Linked DNA regions of Gossypium arboreum: region 1 is linked to region 2. Evidence: chromatin contacts called from public Hi-C data. All regions are on one chromosome and are shown on one strand. Each heading gives the region's core, a stretch centred on a gene start, on an enhancer-like site or on the middle of the called end of the contact. The rest is flanking DNA. Distances are from core to core; before and after follow the strand shown. Region 1 holds the start of LOC108473722 (myosin-binding protein 2-like). Region 2 holds the start of LOC108467097 (probable NAD(P)H dehydrogenase subunit CRR3, chloroplastic).

Region 1 (5,820 bases), core at 1,767-4,266, 870 kb after region 2:
ACAATAATTACTATATTTCATTGGTTGTCATTGTTGAATTGAATGATTAAGCCAAATACAGTTTGACGATTTCTTTGATGATAATAATGTGAAAGTAACCTCGCCAACCGTGTGGAATGATGTCCCAAACCATCCCTCACTTCCGTTCAATACGCCATGAAAATAATTTTTTACCCTTTCCAATTTTTATAATCATAAATTCATAATTCCGTATACTGAAAATCTCGTTTCATACTCCATCTATAATTTATGTTAAATTCTAATTTTTAATAATTTTAGTTATCAGTACTTAGTTAGAATCTTTATTAGTTTTTATATTTTTCGAAGTTAAATTTATTACATTAAATTCTTTTATTTTTAAATTTTACACGACAAATATATTATAACATATGTAATGTGATATTAATGTATTATTTTCATATAAAACTCTCAAAAATTCATATTATTTTAATTAATAGATTTAATGTTCACTTTTTGAGTTAGGATTAAAATTTTAATATTAAGAAATTGTGTTAAAAATAATGAAAATATAAAAGATAAATTAAATTTACAACTTATATTTTTTGGGTAAAAAAGAGGCAACACTAGGCGATTACAACAACTAATTCATAAATGAAAGGATCTAGATCCATTAAGATTTTCATCCAACAAATTTCTAACAGAAACTGGTGCAATTGCAAATAAACGGAGCAAAGAGTCCCTTGTATCAGCATATTTAACCATGTGGTCCGCAGTCCCATTTTGATATCTCGGAATATGTCAGACACAAACCTTCCATCTTCACAGTAATAAATAATAAAATTTAATTTAACGGAATTAAATTCTACTATTTAAGTTAAATTTGAAATTTCAAAATGTAAAAATTAAAATAACTTAATTTTACCAAATTATACATTATAATAGCAAAATTTAATCAGAAAATTTATTATAACCCTGATTACTTTATTGCCAAATATTATATATTTTGGATTAAAGAATGGAATGGCACTTAATTCTAGAAAAATCAAAAGAGAGTTTAAGCTTGGACCAAATGGAAATATTTTATATAAGCTGGATTTAATGCGAAAAACAAGACTGATTTTTTTTTTAATTTTTCTTAAAAATTCCAGATGATGCTTTAAAGCTTATGTATTTGATTGCAAAAGGAGAGGGTCTGCTAGAATTTTTCAGCTCACTTTGTGGGATCACCTCTTACCGCCCTTTTGGTCAAAAAAACACTAGAAAGCTCTCTCACGTTTTTTTTTTCAAAAAAAAATCTTTTATTATTGTACTCAACTTTTTGAAACAATGTTCTTCAAAGTTGATACACAGTTCCACATTAAAAAAAAAAACCCTTACATTTTATAAGATTATTAAAAAAAAGATTTTGTTTGAGTGTACTTTATTATAAGATTAATTTCCTTTGAGCTGGAATCCTATATAGCCTGGAAATTATGTAGGGTTGATGATACAAATTAAAGTAGAGGAAGAGGGAACAAAATCATATTTAATGGTTAATTAAATTTTAACTTGGGGTTGGGATTTTAGGACCTAAAAAGCCAGTGGGGCATAATTTAGATATTAAAGCTTGATTAAAGCAAATCTATGGGAAAGTTAAAAAATAAAATAAAAGTGAAGTTACTGTCCTGAAAAGTAATATTTAATGTATTATCATGCATAATCAACATAATCAAATTAAAAAAAATATAAAAATTTGTAAATAAATATTGATAATTTTATTTAAATAATTATCCTAATTTATAATAATAATTTAGTAAATAAATATTTATTATTTTTAATTCATTATTTTATTGAAATCCAGATCATTTTCTTATCTATATTGGAAGTTTCTAAAATTCGTATTACGGTAACTGAAATTGAGAATAAAATAATCTACAAATAAATCACATGATTTTTATTACTATTTCTCTTTTCGATATTCATGCCTGATTTCTTAACATAAAAATACATTCCTCAATTGTTAAATTAAATGATCAGTTAAGAGTTTGGATAACAACCTTTGGAAAACAAAATCATATTGTAAAATTTAGTTCGCATTCGTAAAAAGAAATTATACATAGGATGAAATGTTGAATATATTACACTACTTTATTTAATGTATTTAGATGGAAAATAATATTCAAATATTTCTTTATAGACATATAAGGTTATTTAAAAGCATATTTTATTAAAATTTTCTTGTTATAAAAATAAGTTTAGTTTTTTATTATATTTTAATCTCAATTTTCATAAGATTATGTTAAATTATTCTAATTCTTATTTTTATTACAAATTAATTACTAATAATTAAATATATAATGTTGAAAAAATTATAAATTATAATTATAATTATAATAATCCATGAAAAGTATGAAATTTACTGTTAACAAAAGAGAGATTTTTTTTTATGGTTAGAGGTTTTTTAGTTATAACTAAATTTTATTTGAGATTAAAATATTAAATTGATAAAAATAATAAAAATAAATATTAAATTAATTCAAAATTTAAGTTTACGCCTATAATTTAATACCTCAAGAATACATGGTAATAAGATTATATGCTATATTATGATATTTTTATAATATTTGAGAATGTGAAAATAATAAGATAATCAGAAGGTTGAGAATCAAAATAACTTAATTTTATTATAGGTTGTAAGGTCATTTAGTGTTTTTATTTTAATATTTTTATGCATTTTACTTTTATTATTCATCTGTAGTTGATAAAATATCTAGTATATAGCAGTATTGGTAAATATACTTGTAAATTTTGAAAAAAAGAAACAAAAAGAAAAAAGAGCAAGTATAAGGAATCCAAAGCTAGAAACAGAAATTCAAGAGTGTATTTCTTTTCTCACACAAAGGAATAGGATGGCAGAGATAAAAAGGATAAATAGTGTCCATGAAAAACAGAGTTAAAAGGAGCAGGAAGAACATGAAGCAGCAGCAACCTGTCCTAAATGGAGCCCACTTTTAACTTTGACAGTGGTCTCCACCAACCCATTGGTAAGGTTGGTGGGGCCTCCCATTTTCTTTGTCCCAAATAAAACAACACCAGGCTGGAGGGACTGTAAGGGTGGGGGCTGCCATAGCTGGCTACCTCTACCCCTTCAATTAATCCATCGGCATCCACCTTAAGCTTAAGCTAAATGAAAATTTATCACTTAAAACAAATGTCAGTTTAGTTGTTTAAGATTCCAATAGTTGCTTAATTCTGTCAAAAAAAGAACCAAGGAAAATAAATTGCTTTATTTAATCTGACTCAAACCTTTTTCAATGTTTTTTAGTTTTTATTTTTGTTTTTGTGGAAAATGTTTTCTATGAATTGATTTTCCTCAGGGTTTCAGTCTTCTTTGGCTGTCACTTTCCTATTCAAAACCGCCTTTTATGATTTCCAAGTCTGAAAAAATATAATACCCATTTCTTTAGACTTTCAGATTCTTCTCTCCCTTATTGAAAAACCATTTCAATTTCACTTCTTTTTCATTCTCCATAACTCTTTTTATCTTAAGCTCTTTCGTCTTCTTCTTATCTAACAACTTCTTCTCTCTTTTTTGTTTCTGTTTTGTCCCTTTTCTCCTCTCTGTACACAGCAGAAAACACAGAGCATCATTAATGGCAGCCAACAAATTTGCTACCATGTTGCATAAAAACACTAATAGGATCACTCTTATTCTTGTCTACGTCTTACTAGAATGGATTCTGATCGTTCTCCTCCTTTTGAATTCACTGTTTTCTTACCTGATCATCAAGTTTGCTGATTACTTTGGTCTTAAAAGGCCCTGCCTTTGGTGTTCTAGGCTTGATCATATCTTTGAGCCATCAAAGTACAACAAATCATATAGAGATCTTGTGTGTGATGGTCATGCCAATGAGATTTCTAAATTGGGTTTTTGTTCAAATCATCGAAAACTCTCTGAATCTCGAGATATGTGTGAGGATTGCTTGTCCTCGTCGCCGTCGGAAAATGGTGGTGATGAAGTGATGGAAAACGGCGATGAGGATTTCAAGTGTTCTTGTTGTGGTGTCATGGTGGAGAAAAACTGGAATCTTCCTTGTTTCATGATTAAACCTTCCTGGGAGGTTTTGGATTATCCCCAGGAAGGAAATTTAATCACTGAAGGTGGAGACAAAGTTGAGGGCATTATTGCAGATGAGGGTAATGCTTCAGATGGAATCAGATCAGATTTTGTGGCTGATGATCATAAAGATGAACAGATGATTGAAGAAAACAAGAGAGTTGGCATCATTTCTGATGATGAAGGTATTGAACAAAAGGAAGTGGAAAAAGAGGAGTTTTCATATTTTGTTTCTAGTTTTGATTGCAACCAAGTGGCTGCTAATGGAGATGAAGCCGATGTGGTTATAGAGAAAGATCAATCATCAGTGGATGAAGGAGACTTAACTGTGTCAATGGCTGACCAGGGGTTAACTCAAGTCGCTTGTGCCAAAGAGGAGTCTCCTGAAATTCTGAACAAGCATCTGGAGTTTTACATCGGGGGGGATGACTGCCATTTGATTCCAGTTGAATTGATGGATTCTACTGCTATGAGAAGCCAAAAAATATACAAGTTCACAGAGGAAGATGAAGATGTTGCTGGTACTGGAGATGTTATTTTGGACTTTGATTTGCAGCAACCTGGGAGACCAGTGGAGTTGGTTGTGGAGAATGGTTGCAGTTCAGCGGAGAAAGTGACACCCCTTTCACCCCCTGTGAGTGAAGAGGAAACCATTGATGCAGTGGATGAACCAATGGAGCCTGATGGCAAGGAGGGCTTTTCAACTCCTGCAGTGGAGCAAGATTTGATGGAGAAGGAAGATGATCAACATGTTGCTACCACTCAAGCAAATATGCCCCCCTTGAATGAGGCTGATGATGTGCAACCAAACGCCACAACAAGAGAAGAGGAAATCAATTTAGATGTTAATCAAGGTACTTGCTTAATCCAATTTGATATATTTTTTTACCAAATGCCTATTATTGAACTATTAAAGACTAAAGTTTTTTGCAATTTCTTCAGCAATATCAATAGGGACAGATGTTGTGCAATTTAAGGAAACAATTGAAGATATTCAAATGCAACATTTATATGAATGCACACAAGGAGATCCCTCAACCAGTTCTGAATTACATGCAGATGCTGATCGTGGTAAACCTTAATTCCAAATTTAAAATGTCTTTTAATTTAAGAATTTTGTTTATTGAGGTGTTGTTAATCTTGGATTCCTTTACATTAGGCTCCAAGGATGTTGAGGAAGAAACAATGCAGCAGCTGAAAACTGCAACATTTGAGAGTGAGACTAGTGACCAACCAATGAAAAACCATCTATCATTATCTTCAGAGCTTAATGATATTGAGGAAGATAAAGTTCCGGATACACCAACTTCCATTGACAGTCTCCATCTGTTGCACAAGAAATTGTTATTGCTTGACAGAAAAGAATCCGGAACCGAAGATTCCTTGGATGGAAGTGTTTTCAGTGACATTGAGGGTGGTGATGGGGTACTGACTGTTGACAAGTTGAAATCAGCATTAAAAACTGAAAGGAAAGCTTTAAATGCATTGTATAGAGAGCTTGAGGAAGAGAGGAGTGCTTCTGCGGTGGCTGCAAATCAAACAATGGCAATGATAAATAGGCTTCAAGAAGAGAAAGCAGCAATGCAGATGGAAGCGGTGCAGTACCAGAGGATGATGGAAGAACAGTCCGAGTATGACCAGGAAGCCTTGCAGATTCTGAATGAGCTTATGGTCAAGAGGGAGAAAGAGAAGGCAGAGCTCGAAAAGGAACTTGAGATATATCGCAAGAAGGTGCAGGATCATGAGGCCAAAGAGAGAATGAT
Region 2 (5,448 bases), core at 2,758-5,257:
GCAAACTGTATCCATTGTTGTTGACTCATTTTTAGAACGCATTACTGCATCATTGGATTGTAGTGAATTGAAAATGCAACATAGTGAAACTTAGACTAAATTTCAGTGGCACCTGATGAAACATTCTTACTCTTAATGCAGGCAAAGCTATTAAAAACTGACATGGAAGGATCTAAAGTGTTTCGGAAGGAAGCTAGAAATGCTTTATTGGAACTCATTAAGGATCAGTATTATAGAATTCTTGTCATAGAGGAAGGTCTGGTTCCTGTTCCCATGGTTGGTGCAGCTGCTTACAAGTCTTTCAAGCCAGGATTATATTCATGGCCTACTATGCCAGATGGTACAGAGATTGAGCAGACTTCCAAAGGACCTTCAAAGTTTGGTGCCTCTGAATTACTTCTTGGGTTGAATGTTGGTGAGAATGCTGAGTTAGAGGAAGCTAAGAAGAATGCAATAGTTGGGCGCACACAGCAACAGTTTCTTGCTCGCATAGGGGCTATAGAGTTGGATGGAAAAAGAGAATCTCAGTCTGATATCCCCACTGATAACCGACTTACTCTTCTCCCATGGATAGATGGTGTGGCTCGATTAGTTTTGATACTTGAGCTTAATGATGAGGTTGCCATATCGAGAGCTGCTGAGTCAATTGCCGACTCATCTATCAATGAACATATGCGGACTTCATTCAAGGAAGCTGGTGCTATCAAGCATTTGGTTCGGCTTTTAGACCATAACAGTTTTGCTGTCAGATCAGCTGTGATCCACGCTTTGGAGAGGTTGTCTGTCAGGTATATTTTCTCTTTGTGTAGTCTTGGTAGATAATGCCTTCAGTTCTAAATGGGCAAAATTTTACCAAGTGCAGACATTTCTTGAAGTACACATTGACCCAGATTTTGGCCTTTCCTTTAGTTCACAATATTATTTTATGAATTATTGAGTCATTGTTTTGTCTTTCTTTGTTCATATTTAAAAGACAGTGAGTTTTTAGTGAGCCTTCTTGTGCTTTCTTATATGCTTCTTGAACCCTCTGGAGAAATATAACTCCCAGGGTTAGTGTTTGGGTATTGGAGGAAGCTCACATTTTGTCTCTCTACTTTATTAACAGCGAGTTGTCTAGATGCATCCATCGTCTCTTGATGGTCTCACCAGAATAGGGCCTAGTCTTATTCTTGTAACATTTTGTTGTAAAGTTGTGGCTCTTAATATCTGTTACAAAGTTATTTTTTTTTTTTTTTTTTTTGTGATTTCTCAATTTGCTTCATTGGCATTGATGCTGGTAGCATTTAATGTGTCGAATTGGTGTTATGGAATTTTCTTTATTGAACATTTGAGTCATGCCAGTAATTTTGACAATATCTTCTCATATTCATATTCATATTCACATCCACATCTCTATCCATGTATCATTTCCTTTTACTTTAGTGGTAGTTTCTGGAACTAAGTAACACAACATGTGCTTCATATTTTAGGTTTTAGATACAATAAAATGTTTCTGAAGTTTCTTGCTGGCTGCAGCCCTTCTCTTTATCATGTACTTGAAGCTGAAGGTATTTTACACCCTTTAGTTTGTACACTGAAACGCTCAGAAACCTCTGGAAGCTTGATGGAAAAGGTGAAGGCAATCTTTGTTTTCTCAAGTGGTAATTTGTAATAATTCTAGTTTGATATTTCTGACATGGATTGTTGCTGGATTTGCAGACCTTGGATATACTTGCTAGGATTTTAGACCCTAGTAAAGAAATGAAGTCAAAGGTTAGTCAGCCAATCGATTTTTACAGCATAATGTAAATGATAAAAGACATTTCCATCTGTTCCAATTTTTAAACTTAGACCCCTTAAGTTTTGCTTCTTTAGTTGCATGGCATTTGGGGTTGTCTTTTTCGGAAAGATCTTTTTGGCCATTTTCATTTTTATTAATATCTTGTTTTCTTATTAAAATGGTTATAACAGCATAAAACAAAGCAAGCAACCTCAATGATTCAAAGTTTTCGAAACACAGTCACCCATACGCTCACAAAGAATAATTTGGGCCCTATATTTTTCTGTTGACTTACCTAGTATACTGTTGTATCTAGTTCTACAATGGACCAGTTAATGGTTCAAAGATGGGTATAGATGCTGCAAGGAGCCTTAATGCTTCTGCCGGATTGACTGGAGATAAGCCTGTGTCAATAATGGATTCCAGGTTTTTCCCTCTTCTTTCTGGCATCTTTGTTTATTTGAAAAATGATGCTTCATCATTATGGTGTTCACCATTGGATCTTGTTCTGTTTCCAAAATGATTGCTTACTCTGGAGGAGATACATGGAGATAATCAATTGGGAAACATATTAATTGTTTTCCTCTTTCTGTTGTCTTCTATGTAGATCCACTTATCTTGGTAATGCAGGGTTTCAAAGTTTTATTACTTCTTCTCATCTTGGCTCTAAATTATTTTCTTCCACAATTTATCTATTTTCTCCCCAAGTTGATTCAATGAAACTGAAACTGACAGTAGCTCTTAAGGGGGACGGTGGAGTTTATATATGTTCCCTTAGTTACTTTAGGCTCCATTGTCAAAGCATGTACTACAAAAGGTTTTTTTATTTGCCTAGTGATTTAATGTTTTGGGATATTCATGTTGAATCCTTGGGTTCTTGACTGTAACACTAACCCGATGTATATTTTGGACATGTATTGTAGGAAAGAATTGCTAGACTCTACTGTCATTACTCGCCTTATTGAGATTCTGAAGACATCACCATCAAACCTGCAAAGAAAAGCAGCTTCTATCTTGGAATTCATAACAATAATTGAACCAAGCATGGAAACAATAATCAAAGTAGATGTATCGTCTGGTTTGGAAGCTGTTTTTCATCAAAAAGCTGTAAAAGGTAAGGGCAAATAATTCTTAGTTGAAAACACTTGAGCTGTACTACTGTAGACTTGTGAGAACATATACCTTTTCTATTTTGCAGACAAGGAAGCTGATGTAGAAGGTCAGGAACTAGACGAATATGCTCTTGAAATTGAGGAAGCTGGCCTTGCAGTCTCTGCAGCTTCAAGGCTACTAACAAAACTTCTTGACTCGGAACAGTTTTGCCAAAAAATAGACTCTACCCATTTCATCAAACTACTCCGCAAAATCCTTAAGTCTGATATCCCTCTTCGAAACAAAGATTGGGTTGCCGCTTGCCTTGTTAAACTGTGCTCCATATCCAATCCTAATGTAGATTTTGAGAATCCAATCAACATGGAGGTAACTCTTTATGAGACAATCCCAAGACTTATAGAGCAGATAAAATTGTCTCTTTCTCCAGAAACACAGGAATCCGCAGCTGTTGAACTTAACAGAATAATTTCTGAAGGGGTTGTGGATTCCACCCGAGCTGTTGCATCTGAGGTTGGTATATTTCCACTTGTGAATCTTATTGAACAAGGGAGTGACAGAGCAGTCGAAGCAGCCTTATCAATACTGTATAATCTGAGTATGGACAGTGACAATCATTCTGCAATCATAGCTGCTGGGGCAGTGCCAGCGTTGAGGAAGATTGTTTTATCGCAAAGATCACACTGGACACGAGCACTTCGTCTGCTAAGGAATCTGCCTGTGTGATGCCAACATGAATACTAGGTTTTTAGGGCCTTTGTACAGATCCTACAATCATTTTTGTTCTATTCAGCAGGAGCCATTTCTCTCGAGTTATAACAATCGCATTGGTATAATTTCATTGGAAAGCCCATGTTTTTGTGACAAGTTTTATGCAGTCAGCTCCTTGCCTTTTATCATAATAATGAAACTCATGTCAGATATTGTGGAAACCTTGAAGAATTCAACTGATTGCTGCAGTGTACGAATATCAATGAACAACTTTATAGTGTGATTAAGATCAAAAGTACAAAAATTGTTGATGACAGACAATGTGCTTTTTAGCTGATGATGGGTTGTACCTCCTGCTTCTAATGTTGTACGTTAAAGATCTTGTCAAGATATTTCTGACCAGCCAATGGCTCTATAGATAGTTTTATAAGTTATCCTTCGGCAGTTACCGGAGCAGAACACCATAAATAATAAATAATAAAAAATAAAAATCCAAATACGAAACAGAGAACTAAAAAAAGTGACAAGAAAAAAGAAAAAGCATGGCTTGCTTATCCTGCAGTTGTATATCCATTGCCATGGCCAAAGCTGTTATCCATCCCCCCATTGCCTCTCTTACTGACAAACCCTCCCCACAAGAAACCCAAACAAATTCAAAACCCAAAACAGCAACTCGACCAAGAAAAAGGAGACAACGTTTGCGACAACAAAAGCCACACCCTCCTCCCTCTGTCGTCCAGATTGAACGTGCCATTGGTGCTGGTTCCTTCCGTGACGCTGATTCCAGGCATATCTTTCTTCAGCCCCCCTTTGTTTTTTATGGGTAATTGAGAATAAGCTTGATGTTTGTTTTGTTTAAACATGGGCAGTGATTTGGAGGAGCAAAGGAGGAAGACGATATTCGATGGGCTTTTGCCTGTCACTGGTGGTAAATTTGAAGGAGACATTGAAAAGAAGCTCCGCGAGACTGGGGAGTGGATTGGTACCACTACTGAAGCAACCTTCCGTTCCTCCGGTACTTCATTTTTCTCTCTATTTTCTTTCAATCGAGTTCAGATAAGTTTTAGTACTGAAAGGTGAAAGCTACTTGTAAGACGGAAAGTTTAAGATGTATATGAAGCATATTTAGGTATAAGAGGTAGGCAATATGATTTTTTTTTTATACTGCTTTTGATAATAGCTTGCAGAATAGCGCAAAACAAGCAACCAATTGAATGATCTAGAAACTTCAACTCTTTTACCAAGTTAGAATGCAGATAATTTTCTGCCATTGTCAGTAGCTCAGGTCTCCACCCCTCACTGTGCTGACTTATGATATCGAATTAAGATCAATTGTTACATGCCAAGACTTAAGCTAAGCAAATATGCAGCCTTAACCTTGAATTTTACACCTTTAGTCAGCCTTCAAACACTCTATTAGCAGTTGCATTTAGAAGCAACCCACACTTAGCATATGTTGGAAAAGAGATGGGCAGTGCTGGACTTTCAACTTCTACGAATGAGGGTGAGGGTGACCTAGACTACTGTTGAGGTTGCATCCCATAAATCGTAATGTCATCCGGTTAGTGGTAAATTTCATTTGTTTTGATAGATGACTCGTATGATTGATTTTATTAATGGGAAAATTGGTTGTGCAGGAAAAACAATCCTGTTGGTTGTGCTACAATGGATCCTACCAATTTGGACCTTTTCTCTACTAGTTGCTTCTGGGGTCATAAAGCTACCATTCAGCACCCCCCTAATCGATGACCTCATCATGTGAAACCACTTTGCTTCATTCTTCTGGATATCATGTTTTGTGTATAAGATTGTTCACATCTTGTTTAAACCAATCAACCGCAGCTTCAATCATAATATCACCATGCCAA

What was found. A called contact is a pair of places that touch in the nucleus more often than the background predicts.
Region 1: a contact with region 2 is called in a Hi-C map of leaf, with 6 times the contacts expected there. The contact joins the promoter of LOC108473722 here to the promoter of LOC108467097 in region 2. A contact is called at or near these places in 3 of 5 Hi-C or Micro-C datasets (all in leaf).

Annotation. Positions count from the first base shown.
Region 1 is chr2:78,009,647-78,015,466 of ASM2569848v2, forward strand. LOC108473722 (myosin-binding protein 2-like) reads left to right here and starts at 3,017. Exons shown (of 3, transcript XM_017775444.2): 1 at 3,017-4,911; 2 at 5,000-5,128; 3 at 5,217-5,820. The coding sequence starts at 3,594.
Region 2 is chr2:77,138,072-77,143,519 of ASM2569848v2, forward strand. LOC108467097 (probable NAD(P)H dehydrogenase subunit CRR3, chloroplastic) reads left to right here and starts at 4,008. Exons shown (of 3, transcript XM_017767602.2): 1 at 4,008-4,367; 2 at 4,450-4,595; 3 at 5,218-5,434. The coding sequence starts at 4,123. The coding sequence ends at 5,342. It overlaps LOC108467096, which reads left to right. Exons shown (of 9, transcript XM_017767601.2): 4 at 142-788; 5 at 1,516-1,612; 6 at 1,699-1,752; 7 at 2,076-2,185; 8 at 2,683-2,873; 9 at 2,958-3,801. The coding sequence ends at 3,595.